Linked DNA regions of Mus musculus: region 1 is linked to region 2. Evidence: chromatin contacts called from public Hi-C data. All regions are on one chromosome and are shown on one strand. The core of a region is the stretch at or near the end of the contact, and the rest is flanking DNA. Distances in the headings are between cores, read along the strand shown.

Region 1 (6,354 bases), core at 1,473-3,972, 910 kb before region 2:
CACACACACACACACACACACACACACACACACACACTCACTCACTCACACATATACATAAAAATTAGATACATTCATTCTGGGAACGAAGGTTGGCTTAATATTTTAAAAAAATGATTAATCATATGGTCTCAGTATGTTTGGAGGGGGGAATTTGATAAACTTTATAAACCATAAACATTTGAACAAAAGAAGCCAAATACACAAAGATACATCTTATATGACTACAATTATTGGAAGCACCAAAACGGGCAGACTTAGGTATGATATACTCCTCTAGGATGATGAATCTCTCAGTTTGGAGTAGACACAGAGTCACTAGCTAGAGGCTCCTTTGCTGGGGTCGTTGTTGTAAGAGGACAGAGACTGGGTAACTGGGATCTCCTCCTCCTACAGGCTCAGTGATGCTATATATAGCTCGCTTCTGTGCTGAGGTGCATGGCTAGATGCATTCCGTCTAGAAGGTAACTGGCAGCAGTTGCCCCCAGAGAGAAGACTGTGTGTTAGGAGTAACAGGCAAGGCACCTTCCCATGGGAAGCCATCCTGCTTACCACCTTAAGAATTTTGACTCCTTGAATGCATTATTGAATCATCAATCAACCAAAAAAAAAAAAACTGAATATAAAAACTAAATCTTTATATATTAACTCCAAAATATTCTGTGAGGTAAGATAACTGGTCACATATAGTAGTCAATAAAGGCTGTATCTAATTTTTAAAAAAAAAAGGAAAAAAAAAAAGAATGTGAACACAGATTAGAAGTCTAAATGACTAAACACTACATGGTCAGTAGACGTTCTCACTACAGAACACGGGCGGGGGGGGGGGTTGTGGGAGAATGTCATTTGACTTGATTTTGTACAACAGTTTTTTTAACTTTTTATTGATTCCTTGTGAGTTTCCCATCACGCACCCTAGTCCGGCTCATCTCCCCGTCCCCTCGTATCCACCCTTGCAACCTACCCCTAATCAAACTAACACAGATAAACAAACAACAACAAAATAAAGCATAAAAACATCTCTTTATGGAAGCTGTAGTGTGTCGCAGTGTGTCCCACAGTCTATCCCTTTTCCCACACATCTTTACTTGTAAATGATCATTGCAATGATTGTTGTCAGTCTGGTCTGAGATCCCTGGTTTCTGTGATACCATCAGTATTGTATGCTCACGGGTCGTGAACTCTGAACTTGCCTGAGCCAGCTCTGCCCTTCACCAGCGGCAGGACTCTAAAGAGCGAGCCTTGACCTTTGGGCACCACAGTAGAGCTGGTCCTAGTGGAGGAGGTGTGTGTGAGCCATCCTGGAGGGCGGAAGTGTGGGAGAGCTGGTGTGAGGTGGTGTGGGAACGTGGGTGATGCCCTCTCCCTTTCCCCTTCGTTAGCTGCAATAGGTGGGAGGACTATCCCTGCCCCCTCATTGACTGTAGCGCGCAGGAGAGCAGAAGGGAGGGGGTAATCACCCTGCGCCTGTGCCACCCCATGGCAGACAAGTGGAAGTGGTGGGGTTGGCTCTCCTACACTTTTACCCCCCGGGCAGCTCAGCCATAGCCCAGTCACAAGGGCCAGCTCCGCTGTGCTGCTTGGGCAAGGTGCAGGCCCCGCCTCCCCAGATGCTGTCAGCAGTGAGAGATAGGGCCAGCTCTCCAGAGTGTTGCATCCAGTGAGGAGCAGGGCCAGCTATGCACAGTCCTTGGATATTCACGTAGTCCCCACGGACTGCCCCAACCAGGGAATCCCCATGTTCTCCAGTGAGGCATGAACACTGACATTGTCGACACCAGCTGCTACAAAGCCACAGACCCAGACATGGCCCTCCGTGGCAGCGTAAGCTGGGACTTCATCAAGGCCCCGGGTGGCAGAGCTGGCTCACAGCTGGCCACTCCTCTCCACCCTCCAGTCTCCGGTTTCATCTCTCTTCATTATGCTCAAGCTGCTCCACTTCTCTTTCCCTTTTGTCTGACCAAACACTGTGTTGACTCCTGCTGCAGCCTGGGCACATGGCTGCCAACTCCGGGTGACATCCTCCATCTGTGTTGTGTGGAGTGGTAACAAGTGGGTGTCTGTGGCCCACATGTGTTGTGCACTGGAGGGCAGGTCTGTGGGTGGCACAATGGTCTTAGGTCTCTGTTTATCTTCCTCTGGCTGCACTGTGCTGCCTGGATTTGACTTGAATTTTGTGAGTCCTACGCATAAGACAGCTTGGGCCACCAAGCCAGGTATCAACCTAGGATCAAAAAAAAAGAAAATGGCTGCCTTCTGCTCTGTCCCTAATATAAGGAAAACACTACCGACAAGGTGTCTCTTTGCCCATTGCCAAGGGTACAACCATCTTTATATCAGAAAGAAATATAGTATATTTTAAGGTACTTTTATCATAGATGAAACTTTATATCCACTAATTCTTTGTGCTGAAACAACTGGAAAACCCACATAGACAACTTCCTGGCAAGAAACACTTTCAGGCTTGCACAATGGTACTGAGAGATGAGGCAGTAAGAAACATCAACATAAGCTGACAGAGGTAGAGTGCACTGAGCTCAGTTCCTGAGTGTGTGTCCTCTGTTGAATACTAAACTGTGTCTAGCACAGTAAAATCTAAATTCAAACCAATGGTGAGCTAAAGCCATTTTTTTAAATGTGTGTATTTGGCATCACAGATCTTCTGGCTCTACACAACTGCTTTCTTCCCTCAGAATAGCTGGATGAGTCAATTTATACGACTGTCATCAAACCACGAAAGGAAACACCAGACAGTGTGACTGTGAATGGGTACCTCTCGGTGACTAGGCATGGATACTGAAGAAAATAAAGCCTGCGAGTCCCCCTATGGTGGTGTTATTTCAGGCATAAGTGTCTGGGGATGGGCATAGACCTTTCATTAGTGCAGGACCCCATGGAGGAGAGTTCACTATTTACATCATTCACAGGCTTTTTCCTCTTCAACTACAACCAAAACCCTCTCTTATTTGGAGCAATGATGCTCAGTCTCCACTGAAGGATAATTTGCTTTCTCTTTAGATATCTGACATAGCACCTATAGTTCTCCTAAGACCAAAAATTCCCTTATTATGTATAACTTTAAAAAAAAAAAAAACCTAAAAAGTTTAGCCGGAAATAGGGCTCGGTTGTTGAGAGCACTCTCACTGCCTGTCTCTGGAGGACTTGGGTTGAATTCCTAGCACCACATGATGGCTTAGTAGTCTGTAAGTCCAGCTTCAGGGGATGGATTGAGTGTGTTCTAATGGTCTCTAGGAGCACCAGGTACACACATGAACACACATGAATACATACACGCACACACACATACATGTGTACACACACAGGTAAAACACTCATACCCATAAAATAAAAATAAATAAGCTCTAGAAATAAAAAAGAAGAGACTAAAGTGTTTATCAGACACACCGAAAGCAAAATTATTAAGAACAGCAACCCGAATTCTAAGGTCCAGCTCCCTCAAATTTGCAGAAATACTGTTTCATCTTCTCACAACTCAGGGTGCATTACAAATCCTTAACTGTCCTCAAAGACCTAAGTCATCGTAACTCCAGTGTGAGGAAGATGAAGACTTCAGAAACTCTTAGTCTGGGTGGGGCTGCTATAACAAAGCATCATCACTAAGTAGCTTGTGAGTGATAGAAATGTGTTTCTCGCAGTTTTGGAGGCCACAGATCCTGGGTTAGATAGCTTATGTCCATCTCCCTTGTCCTCATCAAAGAGCTACATCACCACCCTTGGCCACTCACAAACAGATCTTCTTACTATTTCCCAATTTAACTTTTTAAGTTATACTTCCCTTTTTTTAAATAACTCCATCTTTAAATCAGTTCCCTGTACCAGCATCTTACTAAGCAGGCTCTTCCTGTGTAGTTTAGAAGGCTCTGCTTTCATTATTCACACTTTCTTTATATATATATATATATATATATATATATATATATATATATATATATTATTAGGTATTTATTTCATTTACATTTCCAATCCTATCCCAAAAGCCCCACACACACCCTCCCACACCCACTCCCCCAACCACCCTTTCCCACACCTTGGCCCTGGCGTTCCCCTGTACTGAGGCATATAAGGTCTGCACAACCAATGGGCCTTTCTTTCCACTGATAGCCAACAAGTCCTTCTTCTGATACACATGGAGCTAGAGACAAGAGCTCTGGGGGTGCTGGTTAGTTCATATTGTTGAACCTACAGGGCTGCAGATCCCCCCAGCTCCCTGGGTACTTCCTCCAGGTCTTCCATTGGGGGCACTGTGATCCATCCAATAGCTTACTGTAAGCATCCACTTCTGTGTTTGCTAGGCCCTGGCATAGTCTGACAAGAGACAGCTATATCAGGGTCCTTCCAGCAAAATCTTCCTAGTGTATGCAATGGTGTCAGCATTTGGAGGCTGATTATGGGATGGATCCCTGAGTATGGCAGTCTCTAGATGGTCCATCATTTCATCTCAGCTCCAAACTCTGTCTCTGTAACTCCTTCCATGGGTGCCTTGCTCCCAATTCCAAGAAGGGGCAAAGTATCCACACCTTGGTCTTCCTTCTTTTCGAGCTTCATGTGTTTTGAAAATTGTATCTTATATCTTGGGTATTCTAAGTTTCTGGGCTAATATCCACTCATCAGTGAGTACATATCATGTGAGTTCTTTTGTGATTGAGTTACCTCACTCAGGATGATGCTCTCCAGGTCCATCCATTTGCCTAGGAATTTCATAAATTCATTCTTTTTAATAGCTGAGTAGTACTCCATTGTGTAAATGTACCACGTTTTTTGTATCCATTCCTCTGTTGAGGGGCATCTGGGTTCTTTCAAGCTTCTGGCTATTATAAATGAGGCTGCTATGAACACAGTGGAGCATGTGTCCTTCTTACCAGTTGGAACATCTTGTGGATATATGCCCAGGAGAGGTATTGCGGGATCTTCTGGTAGTACTATGTCCAATTTTCTGAGGAACCACCAGACTGACTTCCAGAGTGGTTTTACAAGCTTGCTCCACCAACAATGGAGGAGTGTTCCTCTTTCTCCACATCCTCGCCAGCATCTGCTGTCACCTGAATTTTTGATCTTAGCCATTCTGACTGGTGTGAGATGGAATCTCAGGGTTGTTTTGATTTGCATTTCTCTGAAGATTAAGGATGCTGAACATTTTTTCAGGTGCTTCTTAGCCATTCGGTATTCCTCAGGTGAGAATTCTTTGTTTAGCTCTGAGCCCCATTTTTTAAGGGGGTTATTTGATTTTCTGGAGTCCACCTTCTTGAGTTCTTTATATATATTGGATATTAGTCCCCTATCTGATTTAGGATAGGTAAAGATCCTTTCCCAATCTATTGGTGGCCTATTTGTCTTATTGACGGTGTCATTTGCCTTGCAGAAGCTTTGCAGTTTCATGAGGTCCCATTTGTCAATTCTCGATCTTACAGCACAAGCCATTGATGCTCTATTCAGGAATTTTTCCCCTGTGCCCATATCTTCAAGGCTTTTCCCCACTTTCTCCTCTATAACTTTCAGTGTCTCTGGTTTTATGTGGAGTTCCTTGATCCACTCTTGAGAACTCTCTGTTCAGGTCCCAAGACCATTTTTCAAAAGGATCATTTTTTTTTTTTAAAGCTTCGCTTTTTGAGTTCTTTATATATTCTGGAAATTAATCCTCTGTCAGACGTATAGTTGGCAAAGATTCTTCCCATTCTTTGGGCTTCCTCTTCACTCAGTCATTTCTTTAGCTTTTTAGTACAGAAGCTTTTCAGTTTTATGAAGCCCCACTTGTCTATTGTCCTTAATTCCTGAGTAAATGGACCCTTTTTCTGGAAGTTTTTTTTCCTCCATCTCTATCATGTAGTATACTGCCTATCTCTTTTCTGGCAGTTTCAGGTTTCACATTTAAGTCTGTAATCCATTTGGAGTTAGTTTTTGTGCAAGGTGACAGATATGGATCCAATTCCACTTTATGTTCTTTCTTTCTTTCTTTCTTTCTTTTTCTTTTTCTTTTTTTTTTTTTTTTGCATTATTGTCAAATACTAAATGGCTGAAGTTACATATACTCATGTTTGGTCTTTGAATTGTTCCCTTGGTCTACCTGTCTGCTCTTGGTCTACCTGTGAGGCTCTTCCTGCGTGGTTTAGAAGGCTCTGGTTTCATTATTCACACTTTCTACCTCCCAGAGAACGCCAGGACACAGTGAAATTCAGCCAAGAATGACACTGCTCCACAGCAAGGCTGGTCTTTCTCCTGTTGCCCCAACCTGTTCCTCATTTATTTCTCAATTTACTACGATGGTCTTAACCACCTACATTTCTACCAATATGCTACGCCAACTCGGTGTTCTTTAGTAGCCCGAAGCTTTCTTCA
Region 2 (6,479 bases), core at 1,451-3,950:
GATGGCTCAGAAGCTAAGAGCACTTGTTCATGCAGAGGACCCTGGTGCTGTTCTTACTACCCTCATGATAGTTCACAACCACTTATAATTCTGTCTTAGTTAGGGTTTTTATTGCTGTGGGAAAACACTGTGACCAAGAGCAACCTGGGGACGAAAGGGTTTCTTCAGCTTACAGTTTGTAAGGAACTGGTGCAGAGGTCATGGAGGAGTGCTACTTAGCAGTTTACCCTGCCTTCTTACAATACTCAGGACCACCCGTCTAGGGGTGGCTCCACCTCCCATACCAGTCATCAGTCAAGAAGATGCGGCACAGGCTTCACCACAGGCCCGGCTGGTGGGAGCATTTTCTCAGTGGAGCTTCCTTCCCAAATGACTACCTTGTGTCAAGTTGACAAAACTAGCCAGTGTACTCCAGTTCTGACAGATCTGATCTCTACAGGCATCATGCTCTTACGTGGTATACATGCATACATACATACATACATATATACATACATACATGCAAACAAAGCACTCACACATTAAAAAAAGTCTTAAAAATTCTTTTTAAACAAAAGACTGAAGTAGTCAAAATGTACAGATGTGCTACTGTAAACCTATAATAGGAGCATTTGGAAGAATGAGGCAAAAGCAGATATGGGGCTGGAGAGATGGAGCTGGAGAGGTGGCTCAGCCTTCTTGCTTTCCAGCTCCCATAGTCAGTACAAGGATCCAACAATCTAGCTTCCTTGGGCAACTTCACTTAAATGCATACCCAAACACAGACACACCTGTGTACACATAACTAAAATATGAAATAAAACGTTACTCTGAGGAATGTTACAATGTTGCTTGTTGCCATAGCAATTGTACCTTCCATTTATGTGCTATTGGCCAGATTTTCAAGTACACTAACGTTCACTCTGTCACGGGAGACAGTAGCTAGCTAGTAGCTGACACCCCGACCCAGGCTTGGCTGTTTAGTTCCTGTTTCTTTTTCTGGGCTGCAACACTTAATAACCATTCATTGGAAACCAGAAGATACAAAACATTGGAGTTGTACATTCAAGTATTTTCATCTTAAGGGAGACACCCCTGCTCCCTAGTCCAGCTCTAAGGAGTCACGTGAGGTTGTCTTTGCAGGTCCTGCCGTGGTCAGTCACCACCTCACTCGAGTTCTGCTGCTGTGGAAGTGTGTCTTTCCAGCGTCCCCCAGAGATCTAGAAACAGAAAAGAGCCGAGGAGACTCGTTTACCTGGCAAGTGACCCTGGAAGGCCGAGCCGGTGCTCTCTGTGGTAGGTTGACTGCCATCTCTCTTCTCCCTGGCCTTTCTTTACCCTTTGTACATTCTGTAGGTTTCATTTAGTGTAAGGGGACAGGAATCTGGCTGGTGTTTCCATACCTGAGTGTGATCAGTTAGCTGGTGATAACTCTGAGTGGTACTGAGCCAAGTCTGAGAGCTGGAGCTTTAGACTGACCACTGCATGTCTCAGACTCAGGCCAGATGGAAACCCACAAGAAGTAGTAAGAATTTGGGGCTGGTGAGATGGCTCAGCAGGTAAGAGCACCCGACTGCTCTTCCGAAGGTCCTGAGTTCAAATCCCAGCAACCACTTGGTGGCTCACAACCATCCGTAATGAGATCTGACTCCCTCTTCTGGTGTGTCTGAAGACAGCTACAGTGTACTTACATATAATAAATAAATCTTTAAAAAAAAAAAAAGGTAGTAAGAATTTGATTTAATTAGCCCTGGAGATGTGTGGGTCCCAGTTTGTATTTGTGACAGTGTATGTAGGCTTGACAATAACTTCTCACTATTAGTTTAAACTAAGGAAAATGGCTTTCTTAGAACAGGGACCACCACATGCTTGTTTTGTTTATCCAATGAATTTTACCCTTAAAAAGGAAAAAATTTTAATTTCAACCCGACACTCAGTCTGAACTATTTATTTTTCTCTTCTTCTGAAGCAGTCTCAGTTATTTGAGTAACTGTAAACTCATGCCCTGGCTAGAGTCTGCATGTTTCTGCAGAACTAGTGAGAAACTGACGGACTTGGAAGTCTAAGCTGCTTTTTTATTTATTTATTTTTAAAGATTTATTTGTATTTGTGTGTATGTGAAAATATCTCTTTCTCTCTCTCTCTCTCTCTCTCTCACACACACACACGCACACACATTGTGGGGGGGGGGGGGTTAACAGTGGGGTCAGAAAAGGGGTCAGATCCCCCTTGAAGTGCAATCAAAGCAACATGGTAACAGGAACCAGATATGAATCCTACACGTTTTTAAACAATGAAACATCTCTCTAACCCCTGATTTCTTTGTTTCTCTTCTTGTTTTAAATTTGAGATGTATTTGAGATTTGAGATGAGCTACTATGTAGCTCTTGCCGTCCTAGAACTTACTGTGTAGATCACGCTGACCTTAAACTCACTGCCTCTGATCTCAAGGGTTAAGCACAACCCAGGGCACCACCATTTTGTTAATTTATTAGTCTCTTAGCAATCCCAGGAAATTCTTGAAAAATATAATTAAAGATGGAAGATACTAGCTTCCTTTTTAATCATTAGAATTTCAAGATACTATTTTTTTTGAGCACTTCTTTGTAACATTGCTGATGCTATACATAACTGAATGTTCTGGTCTCGTGGCCTATGACTCTGTACAGGGAGTAAGTGTCTGTTCTCATTTTCAGCTGTCAAGAGTTTCATTTCGCACTGTGGTGATCTCCTTACTGAGGAAGTCATCCAGCGACTCCTGCCGCCGCTTCCCTGTGCTGTGGATCTGCTGACTCAGTAAGGATCAGTTCTTTAGACTGGAAGAGCTTTCTAAGAGCAGTTAGCTACCGCTCTGTAATCCCTTAGGTGTACTCATAATGCAAGCTGATAGACTTGATTCCTTTGGCAGAGGAAGGCAGTCATTTAGATATGTGACTTCTCTTCTTCTCTTTTAGGCTAGAAAAAATGCATATTAAAAGGGAAGGAAAATTACTTGGTGAATAATATACCTTTCATACAGGCAGTTTTAACAAGAAATTAAATCCTAAGCCTGCTAACCTTTGCAGGTATGCATTGTATTGGTTTGTTAGTGTTGTTCTATTTTCCAAAGAACTAGATACAGGTTTTTGTGTGTTTATAGTTCTTATAGTTGATTTATCATCTAGCTGATAAAACACAGGAAAAAGCCAATACTTTTTATTGTATGTATGTGTGTGTGTGTAACTTACAATTATAAGCACTAATTTCCAAATTAATTGGTATAAAGAACATTCTTTCAAAAGGTTTTTTATGATACGCCACTTTATGTATAAAGAAAAAATGCATTAAGGTACAGCCTAGAAGTATGATAATAGATGACCATCATTGAATCAAGCATAGCTAAAGCATTGGCTCTAAACGTTAAGGGCCACAGTAAATAATTTAAATTGTATAGGTTCTCAGATCTGCATCAAAATTTCTCAACTCTTATAGCTCAGAAGGAATCATACAGTGCTGGGCAGATAGGGGGACAGTTGTCCTGTTTAACACTGAACTAGAACATAAGCAACAGCCATGCCTTTGATCTGATAGCTTTCTCTCTTTTAGGTTGTTTGTCCTTTTAAGTTGACTTATAAGACTTTGTACATATTTGCAACACTATTGCTGTCCATTAAAAACTAAAATATATTTTTTTAATTAATATGTTCTCAATTTAAATGTCACATCTTTTTTGGTTAGTGTTGGAATTTTTGGGAGAGAGAAGGGTTGTTCTGGTTTTTTGTTGGTTTTGTTTTGTTTTTAAACAGTCTCTCTGTGTAGACCTGACTGTTCTAGAACTCTGTGTGACCAGGCTGACCGTGAACTCATGGAGCCCCACCTGCCTTTCCTCTCAAGTGCTGGGATACAAGGTGCATGCCACTGCTCCCAGGCTTCATCTTGTATATTTTTGCTTTGATTTTCTTATATTTCAAGTTTTATCTTTTGTGTTTGCATCTTTAATCCATCTTAAGTTGATTTTTCTACTTAGAGTGAGGTAGAAGTCTGTTTTTATACTGGTGAAACCAAACACTATAGACCAGGGGATTGATAGCACAGAAACGTATATATATATATTGCTCTGGAGACTGAGAGTTTAAGATCAAGGTGCTGGCAGAATGATGTCTCTGGTAAGAGCCTGCTGCCCATCTCCAACATGGCACCTTATTTGTCCATCCTTTGGAGAGGGCGGATTGTTTGTCCTCATGTAGCAGAAGAGACACAGAGACAAAAGAACCAAACTGCCTTTGTCAAACAATTTTATCAAGTCATTAATCATTCATGCGAGAAAGGCAAAAGGCCCATCCTTCCGATAGTATTCAATTGACAGTAAGTTTTATTAATTTACTTCTTTGGGTTTGATGGATAGATAGCATTTAATGAACTACCTCTGCGTAGCTTCAAGCCACCAGGATATATTTCATCTTCCCTCACCTCTTCTCCTGAGGAATTTGGAGCCAGAAGCATGATGTAATTGCAGGAAAGTGGAAATAGGCGGATCTCTGAATTCAAACCAGCCTGGTCTACATAGCTAGTCCCAGGCAAGCCAAGGCTATATGGTAAGGTCCTGCCTTAAAACAAAACAAAACAAAACAAAAAACCTAGGGGAAAAAAAATTGAACTTTGCAGGGTGGTTGGCTGTGGTGTACACCTTAATCGCAGAACTCAGAGGCACACAGAATTTGAGGCCAACCTGGTCTACACAGTGAGTTTTAAGACAGTCAAGGCTGTAAACATAGAGAAACCCTGTTGTAAAAAAGAAAAAAAAAACCAAAGAAACAAAAAAACCCCATGAACGTCACCATAACACTGTTCTGGAGCTTCCTCTCCTCTGGACTTCTGCAGACGTCTGGCCGACAGCAGAGAAAGCTCCATTTTTGTCCTGCTTTGTCAACAGCAGAGAGAGCTCCCTTGTTTTGTCCTTATCTGCTCACCTCCCCAGGAGCTCTCACAGTTTACTGAGGTTGTGGCAGAAGCTATGGATCCTCAGAGCAGCTTCTCAAAGTCACCTGGCTAAAGCTTGTCAACATGACTCTAGGGACACCAGACACTAGCATCTCCCCAGCGCCTGGATGCTGCTGGTGTTCACAGATGTGGCTGAGGCCATCCCCATTCTGGATGGCACGACCACTGCCACAACACGCAGGAGTTAACTGCATGTTCAACACATGAGTTTTCAAGGACAAAGATTCTTTTTTTTTTTTTTTTTTTTTTCCCAAGACAGGTTTTCTCTGTATTGCCCTGGCTGTCCTGGAACTCACTCTGTAGACCAGGCTGGTCTCGAACTCAGAAATTCGCCTGCCTCTGCTTCCCAAGTGCTGGGATCAAAGGCGTGCGCCACCACGCCCGGCTAGGGACAAAAATTCAAACCAGACTAAAACCATTTCATTTTCTTTTTTCATGTTGGAGACTCATCCTGCTCTTGTGCTCTACCTTCACAGGCTGTCTGTCCTTCCTTCTTCCCTTCCTCCCTTCCTCCCTTCCTCCCTTCCTTCCTTCCTCCCTTCCTCCCTTCCTCCCTTCCTCCCTTCCTTCCTTCGATGATTGCCATCATCATCTAACACATTACATCCCTAAACATGACTGTTGTTGCACTCTGTGCCCCTCGTGGCTGCCCTTTGGTCTGCTTGCCTGTCCCTGTGCCATAGAGCAAGCACTTTGACCTGTTTGGGTTTTTTGTTTGTTTGTTTATTTGTTTTGTTTTTTTAGCATTCTTATACTTTGGATCATCTCCTGTTGAATTTTTGTTTGTAACTGAATCTGTACAAAAAGGTGAAGAGCATTTAAGTTTTTATAACACTATGAACATGATTTTCTCTGTTGTCAAGGTGTCTTATAAAGATGTTTTACTTTTAAAAACACAGCTGGCAGGTACTGTACTTTTGTTGTGGTGGTTATTAAATTCATGGTGTGTGGCATATATCATCACTTCATTGCTACTCTGCAAGAATAGAACTCATCCCTTCTCCAGCCACCCTGTTAGATGCTTCTATGTTAAAATTTAATGTGTAGTATGGCAAAGATACCTCAAAGGCATTTTGCTGCATAAGCGAAAGAACAAGGCTTTGATCCTCTGAGCCCATTTTAAACCTATTCAGGCACAGGACTGCCTGTACCCCCAACACTCAGGAGGCAGAGATGGGGATTTCTGGGGCAAGCGATCTAGTCAGACTGGCTGGAACTGGCAAGCATTAGACATGCTTCAGTAAGTAGAGAGTGATATAAGAAGATAATTGATAATCAGCTTTGGGTCTCTACATACTCATGTATGCACATCCAGGTATACCCCACTGTGCTAATACACATGGACACACACAATTCCATGGACATCTAGATTTTTTTTCTCCTCACAGTCCTTTCTTACTCATATTCTTCTGTCTCTTACATATTCTATAAGTGCATTTTACAACTTCATAGAAGCTAGCTTTAGTAAAGCACGACGCCTATAATTCCAGCACCTAGGAGGCAAAATGATCAGTACAAAT

The links. A called contact is a pair of places that touch in the nucleus more often than the background predicts.
Region 1: a contact with region 2 is called in a Hi-C map of bone marrow-derived macrophages, with 11 read pairs. The contact joins two enhancer-like sites. A contact is called at or near these places in 1 of 15 datasets of contacts at CTCF or cohesin (the NIH/3T3 cell line), 3 of 484 Hi-C or Micro-C datasets (bone marrow-derived macrophages, embryonic fibroblasts and nephron progenitors) and 1 of 115 datasets of contacts at active chromatin or transcription factors (astrocytes).

Annotation. Positions count from the first base shown.
Region 1 is chr12:52,843,584-52,849,937 of GRCm38.p6, reverse strand. The region is part of intron 2 of Akap6 (A kinase (PRKA) anchor protein 6); the gene reads right to left. Among named protein-coding and RNA genes, the nearest start is that of Gm51971, 48 kb to the right of the region's middle. Within about 2 kb of position 2,722, at least 60 of the 459 cell types and tissues checked have an H3K27ac peak or open chromatin away from gene starts, as enhancers often do. A contact at or near this core is called in bone marrow-derived macrophages, where this site is marked.
Region 2 is chr12:51,934,367-51,940,845 of GRCm38.p6, reverse strand. It overlaps Heatr5a (HEAT repeat containing 5A), which reads left to right. Exons shown (of 36, transcript NM_177171.4): 12 at 1,123-1,275; 13 at 2,676-2,775. Among named protein-coding and RNA genes, the nearest start is that of Heatr5a, 34 kb to the left of the region's middle. Within about 2 kb of position 2,700, at least 15 of the 459 cell types and tissues checked have an H3K27ac peak or open chromatin away from gene starts, as enhancers often do. A contact at or near this core is called in bone marrow-derived macrophages, where this site is marked.